2 separate regions of the Mus musculus genome follow, and region 1 is linked to region 2. A link is a contact called in public promoter capture Hi-C data. All regions are on one chromosome and are shown on one strand. The core of a region is the stretch at or near the end of the contact, and the rest is flanking DNA. Distances in the headings are between cores, read along the strand shown. Region 1 holds the start of Tnfsf15 (tumor necrosis factor (ligand) superfamily, member 15). Region 2 holds the start of Orm1 (orosomucoid 1).

What was found. Promoter capture Hi-C pulls out the DNA fragments that hold promoters and counts their contacts.
Region 1: a contact with region 2 is called in a promoter capture Hi-C map of hippocampal neurons, with 3 times the contacts expected there. The contact joins the promoter of Tnfsf15 here to the promoter of Orm1 in region 2. A contact is called at or near these places in 3 of 39 promoter capture datasets (hippocampal neurons, liver and stem cell-derived epiblast-like cells) and 1 of 9 other capture datasets (adipose tissue).

Annotation. Positions count from the first base shown.
Region 1 is chr4:63,743,662-63,749,488 of GRCm38.p6, forward strand. Tnfsf15 (tumor necrosis factor (ligand) superfamily, member 15) reads right to left here and starts at 1,398. Exons shown (of 4, transcript NM_177371.4): 1 at 1,148-1,398. The coding sequence starts at 1,369. It overlaps Gm42294 (a long non-coding RNA gene), which reads left to right. Exons shown (of 5, transcript XR_881353.3): 3 at 1,045-1,450.
Region 2 is chr4:63,341,137-63,347,672 of GRCm38.p6, forward strand. It overlaps Orm1 (orosomucoid 1), which reads left to right and starts at 3,420. Exons shown (of 6, transcript NM_008768.2): 1 at 3,420-3,578; 2 at 3,933-4,075; 3 at 4,285-4,355; 4 at 4,904-5,011; 5 at 5,146-5,249. The coding sequence starts at 3,462. Gm52743 (a long non-coding RNA gene) reads right to left here and starts at 3,471. Exons shown (of 3, transcript XR_003955430.1): 1 at 3,208-3,471.

The DNA of each region.
Region 1 (5,827 bases), core at 148-2,647, 400 kb after region 2:
AAGTGCCTCAGTCTGGTGTGTGTGTGTGTGTGTGTGTGTGTGTGTGTGTGTGTGTGTGTGTGTATGTGTGTGTGTGTGCTTTTCTGGGGTCATAGCCTGACCTCCCATTTTCTAATACCCTACAGGTCCCTTCTAACATAAGCAGCCTTCCTAGTCTATCTGCACATGTCTACACTGTATAAACCATGACACGTGGCTGCCTGAATCACAGTTTGTTGACCCTGATGGAGTGGCAGGAGTTACACATTAGCCACAGAGTGGAAATTGCCCAGGATTGACTAGAGACCAGGTTTCTAATTAGGCTGCCTATTTTTGCTTTTAGTCCTTAATCTTTGGGACTAAAGTAGAATCAGTCACTACAGACTATGTCAGATATTTCCCCCTGAGGAATATTCTTTAAATAACACACATTGACCTTTCAGATCCTTCCTGGGTGTCCTCAGCCTTGGCTTTGTCACCGCTTGGATATTTGCCCCCCTCATTCTCTGAGTGCCACCCCTATACCCCTGTGGTGGCTAACCTTCTTTCTAGTCCCAGCAAAATCTCAGGGTCAGTATGTTCTTAATTGAGCACTGAAAAATATTTCTAAATCCAAGAAGAGGAGCTGGTTAAGTAAATTTTATCACACACGTATAAGAACATAATATAGTCATCCATACATCATACTGCCGTGGGGTCATTGCCATAGAAACAATTTCATACTATGTAGAAATCTCAGAATCATCCTCCAATATAAATAGAAAGGCATTATATATTTTAGTTCACTAATAGTTTACACCTCTATGTTTTTTCCCCTCAATAATCATGCATTATGTAATTAAATTTAAGAGCTTTTTGTTTAAGGAAAAAGGAATGTTTTCCAAAGTATTGCCGCACTGTAATTATAATGATCTAAAAACAAAAACAAAAAAAGAGTATATGGAGTGTGAAGTTATTCTTGCACAAACATGAGATGAAACAATTCAATTCCCTGGAAGTGCAAAGTTAAGAACCAGATGGGACCTTTCCACCTCTCACCCCCCGGTCTGTATTTGCTTTGTACAGGGGAGCCACCAGCGCTATCCATGAATGGCTCTGTCCCAAACTGGAATACACAGCTGCCTGCAGAGAGACCACTGATTGTCTAAGCAGGAGCAAGTTTACTTACCCGAAGCATACAGTCTTTTCCGGGGACCCGGAGCTGGCCAGCCATTAGGAGGGTGCTAAGTCCTGCGAGGATGGGAAATGACAACAGGCAGCAGGTGAGAGCCAGGCAGGCTTTGCTCCTGGCAGCTAGCCCGGCCCTGGCCTCTGGCCTGTGTCTACAGCCTTCCGGCAGCACTTCCACTGGGACTCCTTCTCCGAAGCCCAACCCCAGCTCCTCTGCCATCCTTCTGCTGTCTTGGAGAGACTTCTGATCCCTTCTGACCAGAGAGCCCCCCATTAAATAAGAGAGCAGCTGTCACACTGAGTGAGTTAATGACTGTCCTCTCCTCCCTTTTTTACTCTCCCCTCCCTCTGACAGCCCTCTGCAGCCTGCCCTGCCCGGCTAGGGAATGCGCCGCCTACAACAGAAACCAAGTTTGGTTTAAGAAAAAAAAAAAAAAAAAGAAGAAGAAGAAGGAGAAGGAGAAAGCTTTCCCAAGCATATTTATGTACAGTATGCTCATGTGCTCTTTCCTTCATTTACAGAAGGAAGTCAGGAAAGTCCCTGGAGGAGGAGATCAAGAATACATTAAGTCAATGGGTGGGGCAAATTAAAATGTACCTGCTCCTGCCCTGGACTGCAGCCAGCCGAGCTGGTCTGGGAAGTGTGTTCCTTCTGGAAGTGAAAGTGAGGGACTAGGAGGTGTGTGGCTTGCAACAGGAAATGGAAATCACGTTCACATCAGCCCCTTGCCAAGCGCCACAAACCGTCTTATCTCCCTGTCATTCTATAGATGGAAGTACTGACAGTCAGAAAGGTACCCGCCCTACGTCATTCTGGATGGAAGAGAGCAGAGCCAGGAAGATGTCCATTTTAAGTTACAATTAGACATGGGCATAGCCTGTGAAACATAAGGTTATTTATGTTCCAGCAGAGAGTATCTGGTTGTGATTGTAGTTAGAAGTGACTGTCAGAGAGATAATGACATAGGCTTCTGTACTCCTTTGTCCCAAAGTTAACTTAATGCCAGTGGTTTACCTTGCCTATGTTGGCTGTGGATGGGAGAGGGCATGGCAGCTGATATGTGCTAGCATTCACTAAACACTTGCTTTTTAACCCAATGCTGGGAGGCAAATATCAATTGACTTATTATCGACTTATTTCATCCTGAGACAACTGCTTTTCTTTTTCTCATTCTTTCTTTTTCTATTTTCTCTTTCATTTCCCTTCTTCCTCCCCCACTTCTCCTTCCTCTTCTTCTTCTTCTTCTTTTTTTTTTTTTTAAATACAAGGTCTTACTATGTTGTTTTGGCTGTCCTGAAACTCAATAGGTAGACCAAGTTGACGTCAAACTCACTGAGATCTCTCTGCCTCCATTTGGAGGACTGAATCCCCTTCTGGAAGAGGAGGTGGGGCTTGAATTCAGTCTTGGAGGTGGGGAGGGGTGACACCAGAGAAGCATAGAGGACCCTGTATAAAGGTGGTCTACAGCAATTAGGAATCCATGGCCTGTGAGCTGGCTCAGCAGGCGCAAGTGCTTCTTGCCAAGCCTGATGGTTTGGCTTTAATACTGGAAATCCACATAGAGAGAGAGAGACCTGACACATTGTCCTCTGGCTTCTACATGTACACTGTGGCACATATACATGCAGAATGAAGGAAGAAAAGAAGGAAGGAAGGAAGGAAGGAAGGAAGGAAGGAAGGACTAAATAATAAAAAAAAAAGAGAGGTGAGGAGAAAGAATAAAGAAACCAGGCACCTAGAGTAGCCCATGGCATGTCCCTGTTTGGTGGCCCCTATTCTTGAACACAACCCAGTTCCTCTCAGTATTTCGGAAAGCCCTTGGCCTGGACACTACCTGCTGTCAATCCTCCCCGGGGCCCAGACTCACCTTTCCTATGTTCCCAAGATGTAGATTCTCCAGTCCTCTACAGTCTAATGCTCACCCACGGTGTTTTCTCTGCTGGGGAAGCTTCTGATTTCTCTCCCCATTCCCCTATTCCTCCTTTGCTGCATCCCTTCCCTCCAGCTGGGAGTGATACTATCCTCAATGCTTTCGAGGCATCCCATCTTCTCTGTCACCAAATGCTCTGACTTGGCTTGGCTCTTTCTGTCACTTCCATTGGACCGCCATCAAAGCTGGGAGGGAAGGTGCTAAGTCATGCAGATGTTCCTCCTGGCTTGGCAATGGGTACTTGATTCATAACTAACAACTGTTGAGGTGAATTCCATCAAAGGGTAGCTTTTATGGCCCCTGCTTATCCATGCTTGAGGTAGCAAACCTACTAAGAAATGGATCTTTGCGATTCTCCCAGATCTTTGCCATTGTTACTTAACATTTCTTTTAATGACAGAGAGCTCTACTAGGGTACAGATGTTCCAATTTGTTTAACCTTACCCACTGAAGGGCATTTGAATTATGTCTAGCTATTATGCATGAAACTGTTATGAATATTCATGTACAGGTCTTTGTGCAAACTCACTTTTATTTCTTTGACATCAGTGACCAAGAGCGGCACTGTTGGGCTGTTTGTTGAGCACATGCTCTTTGTGTAAGAACGTGCTGTAGTTGCTTCAGAGACCATTTTATTTTTATCAGCAACATGACAGAGATCCAAAAGTCATTTCAGAACTTGGTATTATCACTTGTTTTTATTTTAGCCATTTTTATTTCTATCATGTGTGTGTGTATGCCACAGGTATGTATGCGATGTGTGTATGCATATAATGTTTAGGTATACACATGTTACCACGGTATGTGTGAATATATGGTGTGACATGTACCACAGTATGTGCATGTGTGTATAGGATATATGTATGCATAGATCAGCGGACAACCTTGGATATCAGTCCTTGCTGTCTACTTTGTTTCAGATAGTGATACCTTGTTTTTCTAGGCCAGCCTAGCTGGCCTGAGAACATCTGGGGATTCTCCTTCCTCTGCCTCCTATTTCCCTGTAGAAGTCCCAGGATTACAGATGTGCACCACCACACCTGGCTATCTATGAGTTCTGGGAATTTGAAGTCAGTTCCTCATGCTTAGGATGCATCCTTTACTCGCTAAGCCATCTCCCTAGCTCTGGTTTAACCATTTTTTTTTCTGCGTTGAGACACAGTTTCTCTGTGTAGCCCTCAAACCCTAAAAATCACTATGTAGACCAGGCTGGCCTTGTACTCACAGAGATCTGCTTGTCTCTGTCTCCCGAGTGCTAGGACTAAAAGTTTGTACCTCCATGCCCAGCATGTTTTAGCTATTCTGATAGGTTTGAAGTAGTAACATCATGATATAGTGACTGATGATGTAATTATCTTTTTGTGTGTTTGCTTGCCATCTTTAAAGTCCTCTTGGGTAACATAAACATTTATTTCAGTGGGTCTAAGTATTTCTTATTTTCTGCATTCTCAAAGGATTCAAAGGCACATGGTAATCAGCTTGTCTCTAAAGAAGGAACAAATGCACTCACCAATGAAACAGCAGAAGGTAGGTTAAAAAGAAAACCCACTTTCACAAAGCTCATGTAGCAGTCCCCTCTTGTCCACAGGGAGTATGTTTGCATACCTCTCTGCCAGATGCCTGAAACTGCAAGTAACCGAATCCTATGAAGGGCCTCCTCCACCTATGGTGCAGCTTGTGATAGGGTGAAAGCCAGAGAAACTCACTGAAGGAGAAGATACTGTACGTTGAAGTCAAATTTAACATTTCACCTCTTAGTTTAGTGCCACAGGGCACCACAGAGTTTCTATTGAGTTGCTGATGGTGGCTAGGGCTTGCTGCCATTGACAGAAATCCCCAGAGAGTATCTGTCATGGACTTCTAGGTACAAGAAGATAAAAGCTATGTGTTGCTTTTATACCACCACAAAGGGGAAAATTTCAAGTCAAACTATACACATTGCGGACATCTACAAATACAGTGTTTTTCCTTTCCATAGGTACCTGTGGCAAATCTTAATTTTTAAACTAATAGAGTAAGCAAATCACTGCAATAACTGACTATAAAAGAGAGCAATTGCAACAATCGAGTCTAATAAGGATTGCTAGCAGCACATCTGGCTCACTCTGAAACCTCTCAAATAGAATGAGGGCTACTTTATTGCAAGCGTGATGACATTGTGGTGGTAACCTGGTAATCAAGAAGGCTGCTCACTGATTCACAGTAAGATAGCAGGGAGAACATGGGGGCTGCAGTTGAGGGGCTGCTTGTCTGGAGCAGGGTGCTGTAAGATGCAGGGAGACTTCACCTGTCCCTGAATGGTCAACAGTTCAAAATGTGGGAATTGTTCACTTCTGAAAAGAATACATGGAATGCTGATCAGCAGTTTAGAAATTAAACTAGACAAGTGTGTGTGTGTGTGTGTGTGTGTGTGTGTGTGTGTGTGTGTATGTATGTAAAAGATGGTGATTAGAAAGACCACCACTGCATGCCTAGTCCTGAAGAGACTTGATGTGCCAGGTTAGAGGGGGAATACCTGGGAAAGGCATCTGGTCAGAGGAGAAAAGGAGGAGGGCTGGAGGGGAGGATTGTGGAAGGGGGTGAGTGGGAGGGGGGCAGTAAGCAGGATGGAAGGAAGGAAGGAAAGAAAGAAGGAAGAGAGAGAGGGGAGAGAGGGGAAGAAGAAGATGAAGAAGAAGAAGAAAAAGAAGAGGAGAGAGACAGAGAGAGAGATAGAAGGAGAAGGAGAAGGAGGAGAAGGAGGAGAA
Region 2 (6,536 bases), core at 2,170-4,669:
CAGTGGGCCCAGGTGAGTTGATTCTGCAGGTTTCCTTGTGGTGTCCTTGGCCTCTCTGGCTCCTTCAATCTTTCCTCCCCTCTTCTAAAAGATTCCCAGAGCTCTGCCTAATGTTTGTGAGTCTCTGTATCTGTTTCCATCAGCTGCTGGGTGAAGCCTCTCAGATGACAGTTGTGCTAGGCTTGTGCCTGTAGAGGAGGGATTCTGACGCTTTTATAGGGAATCTGCATGTACTGACGCTGAAGGTCCTTGTCCCCAACTGGCTTTCGATGGATCAATAAAAATGCCAGCGGCTAATGGATGGGAAAAGGGAGACAGGGTGGGACCCTTAGAATTGCTCAGGCTAAGACGCAGGGAGAGAGGAGGTCGTTGTACTTGCGGGGGAGAGAGATGGAACAGACTCAGAGCTTCAGGGAAGATCATCTAAAACATAGACAGAAGGGAAAGCGACCCATGAAAGGGCAGCTCAGAAGTGTCTTGGGCAGCAAAGACCAATGGGCATCACAGAAGGTAATCAAGCAGTTAAAGGTAGATTTGGAAGGTGTTTAGCCAGGAGTACTGGAGGTAAGGATACGCTAGCCTTGGGAGGCTTAGAAGTGCCCAGCCACTGAGCCAGTAAAGCATGTTAAAGACAAGCTAATTCCTGTGTGTCTTTCATCCAAGGATCCAAAGAGACCCTGAGCAGATGGCTGATAGTGCAGCCTTCCCAGGATCATATGTGGGGTAGCTAAAAACTACATGCTATACCTGTCTGCAAGTATAGGTGAATATCCTTAACAGTGCCAGGGTGGGCTTTCTCTCCTGGCATGGGTCTCAAGTTGGGCCAGTCATCCGTTGGCCATTCCCCTAATTTTGGCTCCCTCTTTATCCACAGACATTTTGTAGGCAGAAAAAAAATCATGGGTGGAAGGTTTTATGGTTGAGTTGGTGTCCCCATCCCTCCATTGGGAATCTTGACTGGTTACAGGAGCTGACCATTCAGGGCCTCTAGCACTAGGAGCAGGGGCTGATTCTGACTCTCTTGCCTGCCTTTGGATCCCTTTCCCTCAACTGGGCTGCCTAGTCTAACCTCAATAAAAGAACATGACCTACTCCCACTGCAATTGGATATGCCAGGCCAGGTTGGTATCTGTCAGAGGTCTCCTCTTTCTGAAGAGAAAGCAAGGGGGTTGGGAGGAGAGGAGGGAGAAGATGATCCACAGGGTCAGGATGTAAGGTGAATGAATGAATGAATGAATGAAAACAAACAAAAAATTAAAGTATGCATTTGGAGTGTTAATATCATGCATCATATCTTGTCCTTAAGTTTTGTACAACTAGAAACTATTTCCAAGGCTAGTGCTCAGGTTTCGGTTGTCAGTGTCAGGAATCTACTTTGTGTGTCCTCAGCCTGAGAGTGTGACAGCCACAGTCAAGCCGGTTCTCAGCATGTTGCATAAATTCCTGGTCTCAACTCTGGAAAATTTCCACAGCCTACTTTGTAAGAACATGGACTTTTGTCATTACCTGAAGCAAGAGCCCTTCCTGAAACAGTCCATTGTGTTTATGCAAAGCAGGAGGAATCAGAGTCTAATCCACTTGCCCTGTCTTACCTCTAGGCTCTCTCAAACCTCCTTCACGCCCTGAAGCCACTTTGGAAGTCACATGTTGACCACAGGCAAATCACTCCCCTGTGGCAGTACTGAGAGATTAGACTACACACTTTGCTATCAGAACCAGCCTTCCATAGATGAACGAACGTAAATGTTGTCTAACAAAGCTGCCAGTGTGTACCAGTACAGGTGTGTGTGTGTGTGTGTGTGTGTGTGTGTGTGTGTGTGTGTGTGTGTGTATAAGAGAGAGAACAGAGACAGAGAGAGGCACAAACAGAGAGATTATGATATCTGGCGCACTGCTAACTTGGGACAGAACATATCATTGGTGCTTTTGGACTCCTCATGGTTATGCTTTTTCTGCTCTGAGAAGAGATTAAACTTTCTTAAGACTGTATAGATACAACAAAACACATATGTTTTGGGTCTCCAGCTCAGCAAGTTCTCCTAGGCCCTGTACAGCCCACTCCACGGCAGGGGGCTCTCAGGACCATCTGTGGCCCCTTCCTTTTGCCCTAGGTGATCACTGTCAATGACTTGATTAATATCATTACAATTAGTCTGGAGCCTCTAGAACGCCCAGTAAACAGGCTCATACAACCCCACCTCTGGGCGATCTGCTGGCAATAATGTTGTCGAGCTGCATTTGTATGGTCAAATCTATCAGTTGTTCATTTCTCTCTGTTGCTAAGCAACACCATCTTTGCATGAAATGTCACAACCCATTTCTCATTTTTCTGGTAATAGGCACTTAAGAGCTTGGAGTTTGTGGCTACTTTGAATAATGCCATTAGAAACATTTACACACATGATACTGGAGGTGACTCATGTGTTGTTTTGTTTTCCTTTCTGTTGGTAGACTAATTTTTAAAGGCAATATGTTGCTCTGACACATATCAGAAAAGGAAACACACAATAGAAATGCCACAGGTTAAAGAGGGGTTGTAATGAAATTAGAACACAGTAAGTGAATGACAAGTTATGTATCATTAAAACATAACCCTGACTACACTGAAACATGAGAACTTGTGGAGGACACAGGAAATAGATCATGAAACTGTGAGCGTGTTCTAACATGTTTGCTGTATTGATGTTTTGAAGCAGCTCACTGTAATCTCAAGCTCGTCTCTGTGCCTCAGCAGGAGTCACCAGGCCTGTCCCTGCAATACTTTTCGAGAGTGTTCATTATGTAGACAAAGATCAGGCAGGAATGAGAACCAGATATTTTCTGGATGATGGGCACAGACCCTGGATTGGGCACACACTGTCCTAGGCAGATCCTTTCCTGCTGTAGATACTGGGAGCTTTGCTGAACTAGATGTTTATCTCAGATTCACCCCTTTGCTGGGCACTTGGCTGCCTTCAGGGCTGGGAAGAAGTCCCCAGGAACATCACACTCCTTTGGAAACTAATCCATCTGTGTTCTTGGCCCTGAACTTGAGCCCCTAAGTGTCTTCTAAGTTCACTATGAACCCTGACTTGGGGCTCCTTCATAGCACACTTGGGAGGTTGATGTATGTGTAGGTTTCACTCCTGCTAGGCAGCTCCATGGGATAAAAGAGGGGTGGGACCACTGTCTGGGACCTAAGTATCATCAGGCTAGCGATGTACATACCTTGACCATGAATCAGCCACTCTGGTGTACGGCAGGAGCCTGTGTCAGGACCAGTAGGTTGAGGGAGCTGCATAAAGCTGGCTTGAGGGAACATTTTGCGCAAGACATTTCCCAAGTGCTGGTGAGATTGTGCCACAGCTCTACTGTCCCTGGCTTCAGTCCCATGCCCTCCCCACATCGTGTCATAAATGTTGCTGCACCATCCAAACACCAATGATCTTTTCCCAGGCCTGGTGGCTCTGAGTGCCCTCAGCATGGCGCTGCACACGGTTCTTATCATATTGAGCCTTCTGCCGATGTTGGAAGCTCAGAACCCAGAACATGCCAACTTCACCATAGGCGAACCTATCACCAATGAGACCCTGAGCTGGGTAAGTGCCTGCCCCGGGCCTGGACCTGTTCACTGTAGGAGGCTACTCTTTCCTCTGGGCTTTCCCTTCCCTGATGTCTGTGCTCATCTCTGTGCTCCTGGTAATGCCCTTGCCTCTCCTGGAGACCTGGTGGCATCTCCCTGCCTCCAAACTCCGAAGCATCACTCTGAGGTCTCTCAGCAAGGGACAGAGCAGTAGGATGGCTGATTTTTGAGTTGCCCATGGGATTCTGGTCTGGAGCTTCAGTTTACCCATGTATGGTTCAGAAGTCATTGCTTGCCTGCCACTAATCAAGACTTGCTAACAAGGTACATATTACAAGCCCTGCTCATCTGTTTGCCTGCTTCTCCCCAGCTCTCTGACAAATGGTTTTTCATGGGTGCAGCTTTCAGAAAACTCGAGTACAGGCAGGCAATTCAAACAATGCAGAGTGAATTTTTTTACCTTACCACCAACTTGATAAACGACACAATAGAGCTTCGGGAGTCTCAAACAATGTGAGTACTTGAAACAGCCAGTCCACCCACCCCAGTCCTTAACTACACTCCTGGATGCCTAGAGACCTGAACAAACTGGCTCTGCCTGGCATCCCCACCCACCTTCAGGAATGGGGACAGCTGTCTTGTCTACTTGCCTCTTGCCCCTTCCCTACCCTGGCCTGGTCAGATCACCTCTTCCTCAGTTGTCCACTTTCTTTTCTCTTTAGAGGTGACCAGTGTGTCTATAACTCCACCCATCTAGGATTCCAGAGAGAAAATGGGACCTTCTCCAAGTATGGTGAGGGTGTGAAACACTGCTTTCTGAGAGGGTATTGCCAGGGTCTGATGGGGCAGCAGAACAGGGCAGTTTTTCTGTGAAGTCACTCTCTGAGGCTTGTAAGTGGAAGCAGATTTCAACCCAAAGTCCAGCTCCCAGGCCAGACTTGCTTTGGCCATTCTTATGATCTTTTGTGAGCTCAGAGGGGAAACCCATGGGTTGGGAAGCCAGTGACTTCAGCCACACACCCATGTCACCAGCGACAGCATGTAGGAGGGCAATCCAATGCTAGTGAGCCAGATCAGACACTCTTATGTTTTAATTGTCCCTGAGCAGAAGTTTTAATGTTTAAGAGGAAGTGTAAACTATGCCCCACCACCACACCACCAAGGGCCCTTTCCAAGGCCCCAGCCATCCCATAACTACGAAGAATGAGAAGTGAGGCTTGCATTCAGCAGAGTCTGAAAACATGGCAGCCCCAGGCACTTGCCCATAGCTATGTGCTTCCTTCCCTTGGGGATAAGACTACAGCATCATTCTAGTGACTCACAAAGACCTTCCTCCTGCAGAAGGAGGAGTAGAAACCTTTGCCCACCTTATAGTGCTGAGGAAACATGGGGCCTTCATGCTTGCCTTTGACCTCAAGGATGAGAAGAAACGGGGACTGTCCCTCTATGGTAAGCACCTCAGAGCTGAGGTCCACAATTGCACTGGGCCTTACTCTTGGTCACCCACCAACATCCCCACCCCTACCTGGCCTCCCTTCTGCTAGACTGATACCCAATAAACCATACTCCCTTCTCCATTGCAGCCAAAAGGCCAGATATCACCCCGGAGCTGCGGGAAGTATTCCAGAAGGCTGTCACACACGTGGGCATGGATGAATCAGAAATCATATTTGTCGACTGGAAAAAGGTAAATGAGGAGGCTGTACGATACCACCCCAGCAGTGCTCCCAGTGTCAGTGACCCTAGAGGCTCAGAGAGGGCAAGCTTCTGGTTAAGGCAGCTCAGCGAGGCAGGTATCTTGTTAAGAACTCTCCTGCCTACTGTGACAGCTGAGATCACAGAAATCCTAGATGGGCAGTGAGCCTGAGTTGGGTGAGGTTAAGTAGGAGGTCCTGGAAAGCTTTTAGAGAATAAGGGAAAGACCAGGAGTGGGGACTGTGGGAATATCCGGTGCCAGGGTGCCAAGTTTCTCTCTGCCCTTCATATTCACTACCTATCCAAGCAGGAGTTATGATTTACGACTTCCATGACACCTCAACTCCAGCAAGTCTGATGGCTTTGATAGGCAGGGATGACCCATGCCGAAACCTCTTGATGTTCAGTCTAACCTTGTGCTGAGGGAGAGGCCACATCAGCTTTGGCTTTCACCCAGGCAAAGCCATGGAATCAACCAATCAGCTTGCATGTAGTTTGAGATACGCAATACTTTTGTAACTTCATTCCCTGGTCACCTGAGCCTTTCCTGGTATCACCAGCCACAGGATTCCCCGGGGGAGGTGCCTACATACAGACACTGCCATTGAGCTATTTCACACCCTGAGTTCCTTACCCCCCACAAGCAGTGGGGCCAGTAGAATCACCCTTCACCTGTGGACAGAAGTATCGGAAAATGCCTGCCATTTGGGGGAGCTGCTCACACTCAATGGGGTGAATAAACCGGATCTCAGAGATGAGGAACAACTTACCCTAGACTAGTGGTTCTCTAGGATGGGTCTCAACCTGTATGTCAGATGTCCTGCAGGTCATATACTTAAGATTTATAACAGTAGCTTAATCACAGTTATGAAGTAGCAATGAAAACCCTGTTGGGGGTCACCCCAACACAAGAAACTGTGTTAAAGTTTCACATTATTAGGAAGGCTGAGAACCACTGTTCTGCCACTGCAGGGAGCCATGGTAGATCTAAGACAGAGCTGGTTGACAGAGCTAGTTGACACTACCATGCCACTGTGGCCAACAACAGTGTTTACACCCCACACCCACATTAAAATATGTGTATACATTGCTAGTGTGTGTGTGTGTGTGCGCGTGCGCGCGCACACGCGTGCGTGCGTACGTGGATATGTGTGTGCATTTGAGTGAGTGTGTGCATGAGTGTGTGCATTTGTGTGAGTGTGAGTGTATGTGTGTGCATGTGTATGCATGTGAGTTCATGTGTGAGTGTGTGTGCATGTGTGACTGTGTGGGTACACAA